Regions from separate parts of the Sus scrofa genome. Here region 1 is linked to region 2. The links are chromatin contacts, called in public Hi-C maps. All regions are on one chromosome and are shown on one strand. The core of a region is the stretch at or near the end of the contact, and the rest is flanking DNA. Distances in the headings are between cores, read along the strand shown.

Region 1 (6,295 bases), core at 3,469-5,968, 34 kb after region 2:
TGGGACCTGTTACCTCTTCCCTGGTGCTAAAGCTTGTAGATGGTGACATAACTGCTTGGCAAATGGAGAAGATTCCGACGGCAGGCAGATCACCTGCTTGCCTCTGTCATGATCCTTCCACTCACCGGGCTTTATCGGTCCTGGGTTACACCCACCCGGTGGGAGGCTTTACCGTCCCCAATTTACAGATGAGGAAACTGAGGTGTAGAGAGGTACCAGGATTCAAACGTGGGTGCGTTTGGCTCCAGAGGCCCAAATTTAAGGTCCAGGGGCTCCCCTGCTCTCTTCTGTCACCCGGGCGGCCACTGCCTGGCTGCCCGGGCTGGGGAGGAGGTGGAAGCAGGCGTGTGTGAGCACAAACGGGCAGCGAGAGCCACACCCCCAGCCCAGGCTTCCTTCTAAGGAATACCGAGAAAGCAGACAGGCTCCTCTTGGAAGCATCACTCAGAGACATTAAACTCACCCTCCCAGAGCTGGAAAGCCACCTCCCCCTTAGGCCCGCTGTTCCCTCCCGCTTCGTGGAGCCCAGCAACACCCCACGGCACACACCCACTGACACCAGGCCGGCCAGACATGGGAGCCCACAAGCTCCCCCGCTGCCAGGCGCTCCACACCCCCTCAGCCCTCACCTCCCACAGAAACGCTCGCTTACGGGCACACGCGGCCTCGCACACGTGCCGCCGCCGGGCAGCCCTGCGGCGGGAAGGGCCCCAGCCCTGCCCCTCTCCACCGCCATCCTGCGGAGCCCTTGGGCATTCCTCACCTGGGGCCTCACCACTCCCCTCCCCGTCACCTCCCTGGGCCCTGCCCTCATTGGCCCAGGGCACCCCATGGGGAAGGCACTTTCCCGGGTCCTCCTCGCCTACACACCAGTGCCTCCCGCCACCGCCACCACCACCGCCACCCAGAGAGATCCAGCTCAGTCAAAGTATCAGGAAGGAAAAGGAAAATCAAGATAAACAGGCTTCAGCTCTGCCCGCTGGGGAGGTAACCACATCCCACAGAGCCCTGGGCTGCACGGCTCTAAAAGATTTATGGTCCTCTGACCGCACGCTACTAACACTTCCCCGGCACACCTGCCGGGCCGCCGCGAGTATAATATGAAGCCCTTCCGGGGAGAAACTAAACTCAGATGGAGCAAGCACGGGGCCAACAGGTGATGAAGCCCTGAGCATGGTCCCTCCCTGGTCCTGGTGAGATGGGCTGTGGGGAGCAGGGCTCCCACCATCAGGCCAGGCCTTCGGCTGTGGCCGGCCAGCCTGGGGCTTTCAGCTGCGGCCTAGAAGCTTCTGTCCAGAAATGCCCGATGCCCTGGCACCCCTGAAGCCGAGCAGCTGGGCACCGTGATTTATGAAGCAGCTGAGCAAGGAAAGGTTGCCAGGAACTGAGTTAAGCAACTTTCGGAGAAACATGGACAAAGAAATGGGGCTAGGACTGAGGACCAGAGCTGAGAAAATCCTCAGCTCCAGAGAGCCACTTGCCCTCGGTGGCCACACCTATGTTACCAGCCCCCCACTCCAGCTGGAACCTGCTCCAGATCAGCATCTGCGCACCATGACAAGGGGTGCAGGTGACTTGGCTGGGCTTCCTATGGCCTTGGACCCTGGGGACCCGGAAGAAAGCCCTGCTCTGCTTCGGGGAAACAGAGGTCACCTCCTCCCGTGCTGTCTCTGATCTGCCCCTCTGCCATGCAGCTCGCCATGCAGAGTCCCAGCACTCCAAGCAGATGGCAAGGGGTGGCTGCAAAGGGCTCCTGGAGCCCCCAAACCATAAGGCTGAGCCACAAATCAGAACAAACAGGCGGAGGTGTGCAGGGTGAGCTGAGGGGACGAGACTGCTGAATATTCACATCAGAGAGGCCTGAGGCGTCCTTTTAAAGGACTAGCAGGTAGGGAGCTGAGGTGCTGGCAGCTCCTGGGGAGGCAGCGAAATGGGCGGCCGAGGATGCACTTGCAGCGCCAGGCAGTGTCCAGGCAGCGGACCCCAGACAGGGTGAGGCCCCGGGCACGGAAAAGTCAGCTCACCACCCAGGGGCTGGCAGGGCCGTGTCCTCCTTCTCCCCACGTGGCTGGACACCGCAGCACTGACCCAGGGCAAAAGTTTTCTGCCTCGGGGCCCAAGCTCGTGAGACAGGTTGATGGCGAAGGCGGACACAGAGGAATGCTGGAGCGATGGGCCTGGGTTCATGGAAACGGGCCTTCCAGGGCAGGGCCTGCTAGCCGCAGGGTATACACTCATTCAGGCCCTGCAGCCCCTTATCAGGACCTAGGTCCCAGTGGCTGAAAGTTCAAGTGACTGGCAGCCACCTTCCCCTTCTCCACCTAGGAAGGCGCTTTGGGCAGAAATGGGTCCGCGTCTTGGGGAATTCCTGCTACACCTGTCCTGCTCTCACCTGTCCCTCTGAGGGTGTCCACTGCCCCTTCTCCTTGTCCCATGTATCCGAGAGCATCCCCCACGATGCCCCAGCTCCAGCCGTCCAGCCTCAACCTCCCTCCCAGGACCCCCCAGCCCTGCGTCCCCTCTGGAGACTCTGACCCACTTTGCTTTCTCCCAGCCCCCACCCCCGAAAGGCTGAGGCGGCCGCTCCCCACCCCCGTCCTCTGAACCCGGAGCCAAAGGAAATTCTCAAGAGAAAACACACACTTCCAAGTCTGCCTCCCACACAGGTACCCCAGATCTGTCAGCCGCAGACACCTCCCAGCCCGGCGCGGCCTGGGCACGCCTGCAGCCCCAGCGAAGGCTCCCTCCTGCTCAGGCCACTGCTGCAGGACTCGACAGTTGCTTCGGCCATGCTGGGGACCGTCCTCGGGAGACCTGGCGCCTGGTTCCAGCTCAGCAGCTGACTCACAATGTCAACAGATCCCACTTTTCCCCACCAGGAGCCTTTACGCTCTGGGCCTCTAATTCCCAATGACAGGCCCTCGTCCTGCCGGCTGGGCTGCCTCCTTCCCCAATCTCCATTCCACGCCTTCATTTCCTCTGCCCTCCTGCCCTGGTCTCTTTACCTGATGATAATCCCTGACCTTTGCACAGCCTTGCACGAAGGGTTTCCATGCACCATCCTTCATCCCCTGCGACCACCTTCGGATGTGGCTCTGGGAGGTAAAGTCACCTGCTCAAGGTCACACAGGCAGGACTGGAATTCAAGTCTTCCGGTTCCAAAGGCCCTGGACGACCCTCCAGCTTTAAGGAACCTCAGCGGCATCTCCAGGCACCCAACATGGCAAGGCTGCCACCACCACCCTTGCCTCCCCTCCCCTTCCTCTTTCTGGACTCCTAAAGGCCTTCCCCAGGCCCAGCCTCATTTATTCTTCTACCTCCGACTCCACTTCCCCAAGAGATCCGCAAAGACCAAAGACTTCCCCCAACCCAAGACTTCTCTGGGGCTCCGTAAATTGCCCCCTGCCCTGGGAAGTAGAACCCATGGGACACTGAGCGAGAGCCTCACCCAAAGCTTCCCAAAGAACGGGTGAGTGCGGAGGCGGTCCTAGCACCCTCCCAGTGGCTGCAGGCTCATCTTTCAAACATTCCCCCCAAACGGTCCTCTGGACCCAAAGGCTTCCAAGCCTCCAAAGAAGAGAGGCAGCTCCCAGATATCCAGGAGCGAACCATCAACCCAAGGAAGAGGCGGGGCGCAGGACTACAGGCGGCTGGAGCACCCCTCTGACGCCGCCCAACTCTCAGCCCTGCACGTTTCTCAGGACACATGTTCAGGGATAGTGAGCAGAGCTGAGACCCATCCACCCCTCCCCTCTTCCCCAAAGCTGGATGACTTCATGAGTCCAGGACAGCTAGTACCTGGACAGGTCTCCGTCTCGGTCACCAACAGGGTCCTCGTGGTAGAAGCATCTCCTGGCGTCTCTCTTTCACGTCCATCATAGAGAACACTAACCACCTCCCAGCCTTCTGCCTTCCTTGGTCCGGCGTACCCAACAGACATTAAAGGTGGACCCCTGTGCCAGCCCCAATGTCCCTCAGCGTCACTGGAGTGGGAGGATGGGCATTTATCCTTCCCGTCTAGCTGGGTCTGAGGGCCATGGATTCTCCCTTCACAGGGCCAGGCTGCCCGTGGCACCATGCTGGGCCAGGGCCATTTCTCAGTCATGCCAGCAACTCCTGTCATGCTCAGGACACCAATTCTCCAACCCTGGGGTTCCATCACTCCAGACCATGTCAAGGCCAGAACCATCCAATGCCTTATTGACGAGAGTACTTCCTCACACCCATGCCAGGGGCACCACCTTGCGCCCACGAGCTGGCCACCGTCACCCAGGCACCAGTCCAAGTGGTGCACAGAGGGCTGCGACCGCCTCACACCTCGGCGGCCACCACCGCACCAAGGTGGGGGTGAGTCTTCTGGCACCCGTGCCAGGAAAACCACACTGCCTGTGCCAGACCCATGCTGCCCACGTCCGCGCCACGGGTGTCACCATCCCCACACCGGTGACAGGAGCTCCAAGGATCCCACACCTGCCACGGGCGCGCGTGGCAGCCGCACCTCCGCCCGCGGACCCGTCGGGCGGGCCACCGCGCGCCTTGGACACTGCCCAGCTGCCGCGCCGCTTGCACCGCGCCCGCGCCCAGGGCCCGGCCCGCCGCGCCCGCGGCCCCCCTTACCTCCAGCCCGCCGCAGGGCTCGGCCCGCCGCCGCCGCCGCGACCGCCACCTCCATCCTGGGCTCCCCAAGGCCCCGATTCACTAACGCCGCTTCCGCAGGGCGCCGGCGCCGGCGCGAAGGCCGCCTCCGCCCCCCGGGGGACGCTGCGTCCTTTACGTAAACCCCACTCCGCCGCCAGCGGTGACCATGGCGACGGCCGTGGGGCGGCAGCGCCCCCTGGTGCCAGGGAGGGGAGCGGCGCCGAGGCCCGAGCTAGCGGAGTCTTTCGCGGTCTCCGAGCCCCGCGCCGTGGGGGCGGTGGGCGCCCAGCTCCGGCCGCTGCTGGGCTCCGTGGGCGGCCGGGAGGGGCAGGGCCAGCCGCGCTGCATGCGGGGAAGGGAGCCGTCTGGGTCCCCCTCCTTCAGGCCCCGCGTGACCGGGTTTAGCGTGGGAGAAGCAAAAAAAGCATGTAGGATCAGTGGAAAACTGGTTCATTGGGGAGGAGGAAAGGGAGAGGTGGGTTCCTTTTCCTCGCGGGTGCGGAGTGCTCCTTCGGGGCGGGGGGGGTCAGAGCACATCTTCATCATCTGTGCCCGCCCCTCACCTCTCACCCCTACAGTGCCCATCATGGTGTCTGACATCCAAAAGGGCGCTTGGTGGATTTTGAATTCCGGGCAAATGAAGGCCATCGCCCTTCCTATTCTGCTTCACACTCGCCCATTCATTCACTTAACACACCTTCCCTGAGAGCTAGCCTTGAGCAGGGAGCACCGCGGTCCATGTGCGCTGCCCTCAGCTGGGCGAGTGAGTGGGCACAAAGGTAAGCAGAACCTGAGGAGCTCAGTCTGGACGATACTAGCTCATCACAGGACAGGGTGCTCGTGGTGCGGGGGCTCAGCACAGAGGGCGGATGGAGCGCTTGGAAAGGGCACTTAAGCAAGCCTTGGGGGAGGAAGGGAGTTGCGTCTGGAGGAAGTGAGGACCCAACTGGGTCTCAAAGTTGGAGTTGAATTCAGAAGCCAAAAGGGGAGTGGCGAGTCTCAGCAGAGGGCGTGCCTCTAAAACATTCTCTGGGTCCTGGGGGCATCTGAAGAAAAGAGGGTGAAAAGCAGCAGTCTGGTGGGAGCACAAACAATTAGTTATGTGTAAGGGGAGCTGAGATGGAGTATTCGCCTGAGAATCATCTGGACTTTGAGGTTTATTAGTTATTTTATTTCTTATTTTTTATTATTTTTTATTTATTTTTTTGGCTGTACCCACGGTGTGCCGGCGTTCCTGGGCCAGGGGTTGAATCTGTGCCATAGCCGTGACAACACTGGATCTTTAACCCACCGTGCCACCAGGGAACTCCCTGGACTTTGGGGTTTAAAGTGAGACTCTGAGTTCAGGGCAGCCTTCCTCTCTGTTGAAACAGGTGGGAGCTACTTCCGGAAAGCCTTCTGTTGTTACCCGTGGTTATTTTGAAGGCAAACTCCAGGCTACTTCGAGAAAATTGGGGGTGGGGAGGACAAGGACGGGGTGGAATACCTCAGGAGAGTGGAGAAAGTGTTGGACCTTCCCGGCCTCAGGAAGGGCAAGGATCAGAGAGTCTTTAAGACTGACTGTAACATGGCAGTTTGAGAACCTTCTGTCTAGATCATGGCAATGAATCAGAAGCCAAACTGCCAAAATTAATTGTGCCTTGGTTCAAAGTTCTAG
Region 2 (6,226 bases), core at 3,327-5,826:
CCCTTCAGCATCAGAATTAGATCCACGAGTTCGGGGATAAGATGTTTCTGAGGCAAGCTACTAATCGCTCCGAGCCTCTGTTTCCTCATCTGCAAAATGGGGGTGCAAGGGCCGGAGTGCAGGGCCGTGAGAACCGGGTGACAGTCTTCATTTCGTGGAAACTGCTATTTCCAGGAGGAGGAAGGCCCCCTGCTCAGCCCAGAGCACTGGGCCCAGGGCTGAGACGGGGATGGGGGAGGCAGGGGGGGAGAATCAACAGCCCCCCCCCCCCGGGGGGGGCAGCATGAGACATCTGGATCCACAGGCAGCCCAGGGTGGCAGCTAAGAGTCCAGGCTTTGGAGCCAGACAACCTGGGTTCAACTCTCAGCCCAGACACTGGTGCACTTACTGCTGTGTGACCGGAAAGGAGCTAATTAACCTCCCTGAGCCCAGACACCTCATCTGCAGAACAAGACCAGCACTGGCTCCTCCCTGAGTTAACACGGGAAAGGAGCTTAGCGCGGGAGAGAATTCACCAGCGGTGACTGGGAGGAGGGGCTGGAACCCAGGAAGAGCACCCAAGCAGACCCTGGGGGGCTTCCCCAGGACGGTAGGGGACCGCTTGGGAAAGGACTGCAAAGCAGCTGATGGGACGTGCACAGCCCAGAGCAGGGCTTGGCCAGGTCTCTCTGCAAAGGGCCGGAGAGTAAACAGATGAGACGTCGTGGGTCACACTCTCTGTCACAACCATGCAGCTCGGCCGGGGCCGTGCAAAAGCCGCCGGAGACAGCAAGTACGTAAGTGAATGCCTGGGTTCCAATAAAACTTTATTTTCAAAAACAGATGGTGGGCTGGACTTGGCCCTCAGGCCTCAGCCTGCCCACCCCCCGCCCCGGGCCAGAGGTGAGCCCAGTAAGTCTGCCTGTTCGCCGCTGGACCCTGGTGCTGGCACAGGGCCGGGCCCTTGGCATGTGGCTGAATGAATGCTGGGCCCCAGGACGGGGGTGGGGTGGGAGTGGGCCGGAGCAGCCCCCACCCACGGCGGGTGGCCCTTACCCAGGCGCACGTAGAGCACGTACTGCATGGATTCGCGGGGCTCAGTGTAGAGGATGCCGCCGCGCATGCTCAGCCAGATGATGGCCATCTCGGCGATCATGCAGCTCAGCAAAATGCCCAGGTAGCCGCGGCCGTGGTCCACCAGGTTCAGGGAGCAGGCCTCGTTCGGGTTGTAGACCAGGCCGAAGAGCACCACGGACAGGATCACAAACCTGGGGGGACGCACATGTCAGGGGGGCCGGGCAGCCTGCGTGCCCCCCTCCCCCGCCGCGCGGCCGCCCCCTGGCAGGTAGCCCCCCAGCCTGGACTCCGGCCGGATGGATGACGTTTCGGCTCTGGGTGCAGAACTGCGGTCCTCCAGCAGGGAGTCCCTCTAGGCCACGGGCAGCCAGGGGCAGCCAGGGGCAGAGACGCGGGGGCAGGGTGCTCAGCCACCAGCTGTGGGTGGGCAGACGGCAGTTCAGCCCAGTGCTGGGGTCAGGTCCCCCGATGGCCAGGCGGGTCTCTGGGTCCTACCCGGGTATCGCCCTAAGGGGCGGATGTCTCTCGACACCAGCTCCTGGGAGCTGGGAACACAACAGGGTCAGGACAAGTGGCCAGGGCCCTCCTTCCAGGCCGAGACTCACCAGGTGGTGTGCAGGAGGAAGAGGAAGATGGCCGGCAGGACGAGGTCATCGCTGCCCACAGACCAGCGCCGCCGGAACACCACGATCCCGGGCATGGCTGGCAGCTCTGCGGAGGCTCAGCGGGCCTGGCGCTCACCTCCTGAAACACAGCAGAGGACCCTGAGGCTGCCCAGGCCGCTGTGGCACCCAGGGCCACCACAGTCCTGGCGAGGTATGCCCAGCAGCATGCCCTGAGGCCCAGGGGCTTCCAGGCCCACCCCTGGGCAGGACCACTTCCGGTTGTAGCCCCCCCCCCCCACCAGAGCCAGCATTTAAAAGTGCAGCAGCAAGACAGTGGCTTCAGCCTTAGCCCAGAGGACTTTCCTGTCCCCAAGGCTGGCACAGAGCCCTTGGGATGATCAGCTCTGCCTGTGGTCACCCCAACAGGAAGAGCTCAGCTCCATTCAGGACCTGGGTGCACCCCTGCCTCCCCCTCCAAGGGATCAGGGGAGACCCCTGCCCAGGGCATGCTGTTCTTGGGGTGGGGGGCTTCCTGGACCAAGCCCGAGCCTGTGCCCTCGCATGAGCTGAGCTGGCCAGGGAGAGTCAAAGGCCTCGGGGCAGGTGAGGGAGAGGGCATGCGTGGGTTTGGCACATATGGAGGATGGGAGCCCAGTGCATAGTAGGTGCGCAGTAAATACTTGGTAAATGAGGCCTTCCATTTCTTGCTTTGCTGGAAGGCTGAGCGCAGGCTCTATGACTTGATTTTGCCCCCGTCAGACAGAATTCCCAACCACAGCCATGCCTCTCGGTGGGGAAGGACACGGTTGAGACTGGGGATCGGGAGCCTGGCGGGGGTGCCCGGCCCCGCTGCTGCCAGGGCAGTGGGCGAGCCCTGTGGGTGTCCCACCCTCTTGGCTTCCTCGCCCACCCTGGGCCATACAGCCTTGGCGGCCCAGATCCCAACTCTCTGAAGTAGCTGAATTCAAATCAGCTGCAGGCAAGCTCAGGGAGGAGGGCCCAGGAATCCGAGTCCCCACTCCCCGGAGCCCCAGGAGCAAGGAAGGGGTGGCAAGAGCCGACTGGCTCCCCACAGGGGATACTGGCAAGGGGAATACTGGCAAGGAGCTCCAGGGTAGCCCGGCGCCGAACTGTATGGAGGAACCCCTGCTGCGGGAGGCTGGGCGCTGGGGGCAGCTGCCCCCAGGCTGGCAGAGGCTTACATAGCACCTGGTCCAGGGGTGGGCAGCAAGTCCTCCTCTCCCCGGTGACGGCTCCAGGGAAGAAGAGTATCTGCGGAGAACGGCATCACTCACGAAGTGGCCAAGTCTCCCCCAGCTGGTGGGCACGGCCCTCAGGGTGGGCGAGGGGGTGTGGGGCCGGGGGACCGGCCAGCACGTCCAGCCCGGCCGTCTCCTTCGCCCTCTCCCTGGCGCGGCCACTTCATCCAGCTGCCAGGCTGCTCGCAGCGAGGTGGTGGCCTGGCGGGCGGGCTGGCGGGCTAGCCTGCCGGGGTCGTGCCTACTCCTCCCCCCACCCTCAGGAAGTGACATCATCCCACTCTCTCCAAGGAGGAGTCGGAGCACGGATTCTGGGAAGCGGGAGAAGGATGGAGAGCACGGAGCTGCGTGGTGGGGTGGCCGGGGGTGGGGGGGGGGTCTGGGACTGCAGGAGGCTGGGGCTCCAGTGGTGTGCCTGTGACAAGTGGCTGACAGCATCGGCTTCGGTTTGAAAGGATGGACGGACGGGATGGGAGGGGCTGGGACTCCGTGGGTGGTAGCGGGGCTGCAGAAGGACAGAGCTGCCAACAGCTGGCATTTCAGCCGCCAGCTCTCTGCAGCCCCTCCCGGACTCCAGGTGGCCCGCGGAGGGTGAGGGGGAGTGTGGGGCTGGACCCGGGGCCCTCACACAAAGGAAATGGCTGAGAGGTCCTGGCAGGTGCCGTGGCTCCCCGGCTGCTCCGATCAGGCCAGGCCCCGCGGGGGAGGGGAGGGCCGTCCCCGAGGGGCTGGCGGGTGAGGGCTGCCCTGCCAGGAGCTGGAATACCTGGTTCGCAGGGATGCACCATGGCGAGCCCTTCCCAAACGCCTCCCTCACCCCCACCCTGCACCTCTAGGAGTCTAGAATGGCGAAATCACCCTTGCTCACACGTACACCTAACCACCTCACTCACGGCCCCACCCTCCCTGCTCTCTGGTGGGAGAAGTGGGGCGAGCCTGGCACCCCTTCAGAGGCGGCCGAAGATCTGTCAAGACCCTGGAGTGGTACGGCCAGTGGCAGCCTCTGGGAGCCCCCAGCCGACAGCTGTGGTCAGTGCCAGTCCCACCTAGTAGGTCACGTGGTGGGGCTCCTGTGGGCTGACCCCACCGGGTGCCCCCTCGCAGGCCTGGGAACCATGCCCTGTGCCCTCTGGGCTGCACCCGGGCCTGGTCCATCACTGCAGAATCCCAGGCCCAGCGCTGCCTGGGTTCCAGTGCCGGCTCCACTGTGACGTGTGATGGTGTGACTTACTGGTTGTGCCTCAGCTTCCTCATCTGTAAAATGTCCATTATTCCCACCTGGGAGGGTCTGGTGTGGACCATATGAGCAGCCCCAGCGGTGCTGGACAGAGCCAGTGATGGCCTCAGCACAGGCGGGTGAGGCCGACGGAGAGCCTGTGTACCCAGTGGACCAGCTGCCCCTCCCCCGCCTGGACTAGTGGCTTCTCCAGCTGGTCACCACCAGGTCATGGTGTGGGGTCGGGGGGGACAGGGTCTGTGCTGCTGCTGGGGGAGGATGGGCCGCTCTATCCCATGCGGGTTCATAAATCTCAGGGCTGCTGTTTTTAAGGGCCTGAAAGGCGTCCTTTCTCTTGAGACCCCAGCCCTTTACAATGGGGGCCTGTTCCCCTGCTGGGGATGTGATTTCATCTGGCGGAAATGGCTCAGGCTGGGGGAGGGCACAGGCCACTTCCTGGTCTGGGGCTGCCACAAAGCACCTCCTCTGGCTCTCCTCCCCCAGGGCACAGCGTCCGTGCCCTTCAGTAACCTCAGTGGAGGGGCACACGGCCTCCCCTCCTTAGCCAGTCCAGGGACACTGCCAGGGGAGGTGTGGCACCCCCCCCCTTTGGCTGGAGAGAATAGGGGCCCTGCTGGGTCCAGGCAGGTGTGAGTGGGGTGCCAGGACACGGCCCCACATGTGGACGGAATGACTTGGGTGGCACCACGAGGCCCCTTTCTTCCTCCACCCTCGAAGCCCCATTTCCTTGATGCGGATTCATGCCCCTGAGTTAAGTATTAACCCATTCTCCGAGTTCCTCTTTCCAAAAACGCAAAACTGTTTTCTAAAAGGCACATGCTGACCTGGACTTTAAAAACCTTCCAAGGCTCCTGGGGTCTGCAGGATAAAGTCCAAGCCTCAGGCAGCAGGAAGGGGCCTCGGCAACTGGCAGGTGGGCTGTGCAGCCGTGGGCAGGTGCCTTGCCCTCTCTGGGTCCTGAAGCAGGAAGACATTCCCGAGCCCCAGGAATCCCAGGCATGGACAGGCGCAGGGCCCCTTTCTGGCTGGGGAGGCAGTCCAGCCCCTTCTCACACTGCGCACCTTCCCTTCCCAACCCTCCAAATTTGCTGCTCCCTAAAGACACCACACTGGAATCTGAGCTTTGTTCACCCCAGTTCTTCTGCCAGGCAAAATCCTGCTCATCTTTCCAGGCCGACCAAAAGCCACCCTCTCTTCGAAACCCCTCCCCGACAGCGCCCCCCACCCATCCTCAGGCAGAACAGGCTGCCTCCTCGTGGGACCCATGGTCTCAGTGTGGCCCTCAGCACACTGTCTTAGAGTTGACTTGCTGACTCCTTGCTGCCCATCCCGGGGGCGGGGACTTGCCGCGCTGGCCTCCTCCACACATGCCCCCCACGCCTTGGAGTGTGAGCCAGCCCCTCTCCCCCAGCAGCCCTGGCCCCTCCAAACCACTGCGCCATCCCCCAAAGCAGCTGCCATTAGGTCCAGACACACGACCCCTTCCCCTCTTCGCGCAAACCCTTTGCTTTGGGGACCTGTCCCTCCCCAGCACCTCCCTGCCTGCTCCTGGAGGACCGTCCTCTCCCCTGGCTGTCTGAACTCTGTTGGCTTCAGTTCCTGAGCTGCAGCCAGGGACATCCCGCTGCCGCCCCACCCCCAAGAAGGCTGCGATGGCTGGGATGAGGTCAGAGGTCTGCGTGGGTCCTGGCAGAGCCCAGGGCTCTGTATGCAGGGACCATCATTTCAGCAGGGCTCCGGAGGGGCTCCTGGGGACTCTGTGGCAGGGTGATCCGTGACAGGTGCTGCGGTTTGGGCAGGTGTTGCTGTTGCCCGTGACTGGCCCTGATCAGAAGCCCTGACAGGGTAATCCACTCCGCCCCAGGCCTGGGGTGGGGGGGGCTACTATTTAAAGCACCCCAGGCTGGGCTTCATTCCTTGATCCTAAGGTCCCCTTGAGCTTGGCCCTGGGCAGTGGGTCCAGCTGGTGGGGTGCTGAGAGCTCCCGGGATGGAGGATGGCATGGGCTGCCGTGGGCACAGAGGATCCCAGCTTCGGGCTGGTGGGAGATGAGGGTCACCTTGGTGCC

Evidence for each region. Hi-C and Micro-C count contacts between places; a contact is called where the count stands out from the background.
Region 1: a contact with region 2 is called in a Hi-C map of skeletal muscle, with 5 times the contacts expected there. The contact joins the promoter of DAGLA here to the enhancer-like site in region 2. A contact is called at or near these places in 5 of 5 promoter capture datasets (fetal liver, fetal skeletal muscle, liver and 1 more), 27 of 47 Hi-C or Micro-C datasets (adipose tissue, alveolar macrophages, blood and 15 more) and 2 of 2 datasets of contacts at active chromatin or transcription factors (alveolar macrophages and skeletal muscle).

The regions. Positions count from the first base shown.
Region 1 is chr2:9,859,090-9,865,384 of Sscrofa11.1, forward strand. DAGLA (sn1-specific diacylglycerol lipase alpha) reads right to left here and starts at 4,719. Exons shown (of 21, transcript XM_021082924.1): 1 at 4,618-4,719.
Region 2 is chr2:9,825,210-9,831,435 of Sscrofa11.1, forward strand. It overlaps DAGLA (sn1-specific diacylglycerol lipase alpha), which reads right to left. Exons shown (of 21, transcript XM_021082924.1): 2 at 1,663-1,801; 3 at 1,037-1,248. The coding sequence starts at 1,757. Among named protein-coding and RNA genes, the nearest start is that of MYRF, 32 kb to the left of the region's middle. Within about 2 kb of position 4,577, at least 20 of the 83 cell types and tissues checked have an H3K27ac peak or open chromatin away from gene starts, as enhancers often do. A contact at or near this core is called in alveolar macrophages, omental adipose tissue, retroperitoneal adipose tissue and 2 more, where this site is marked.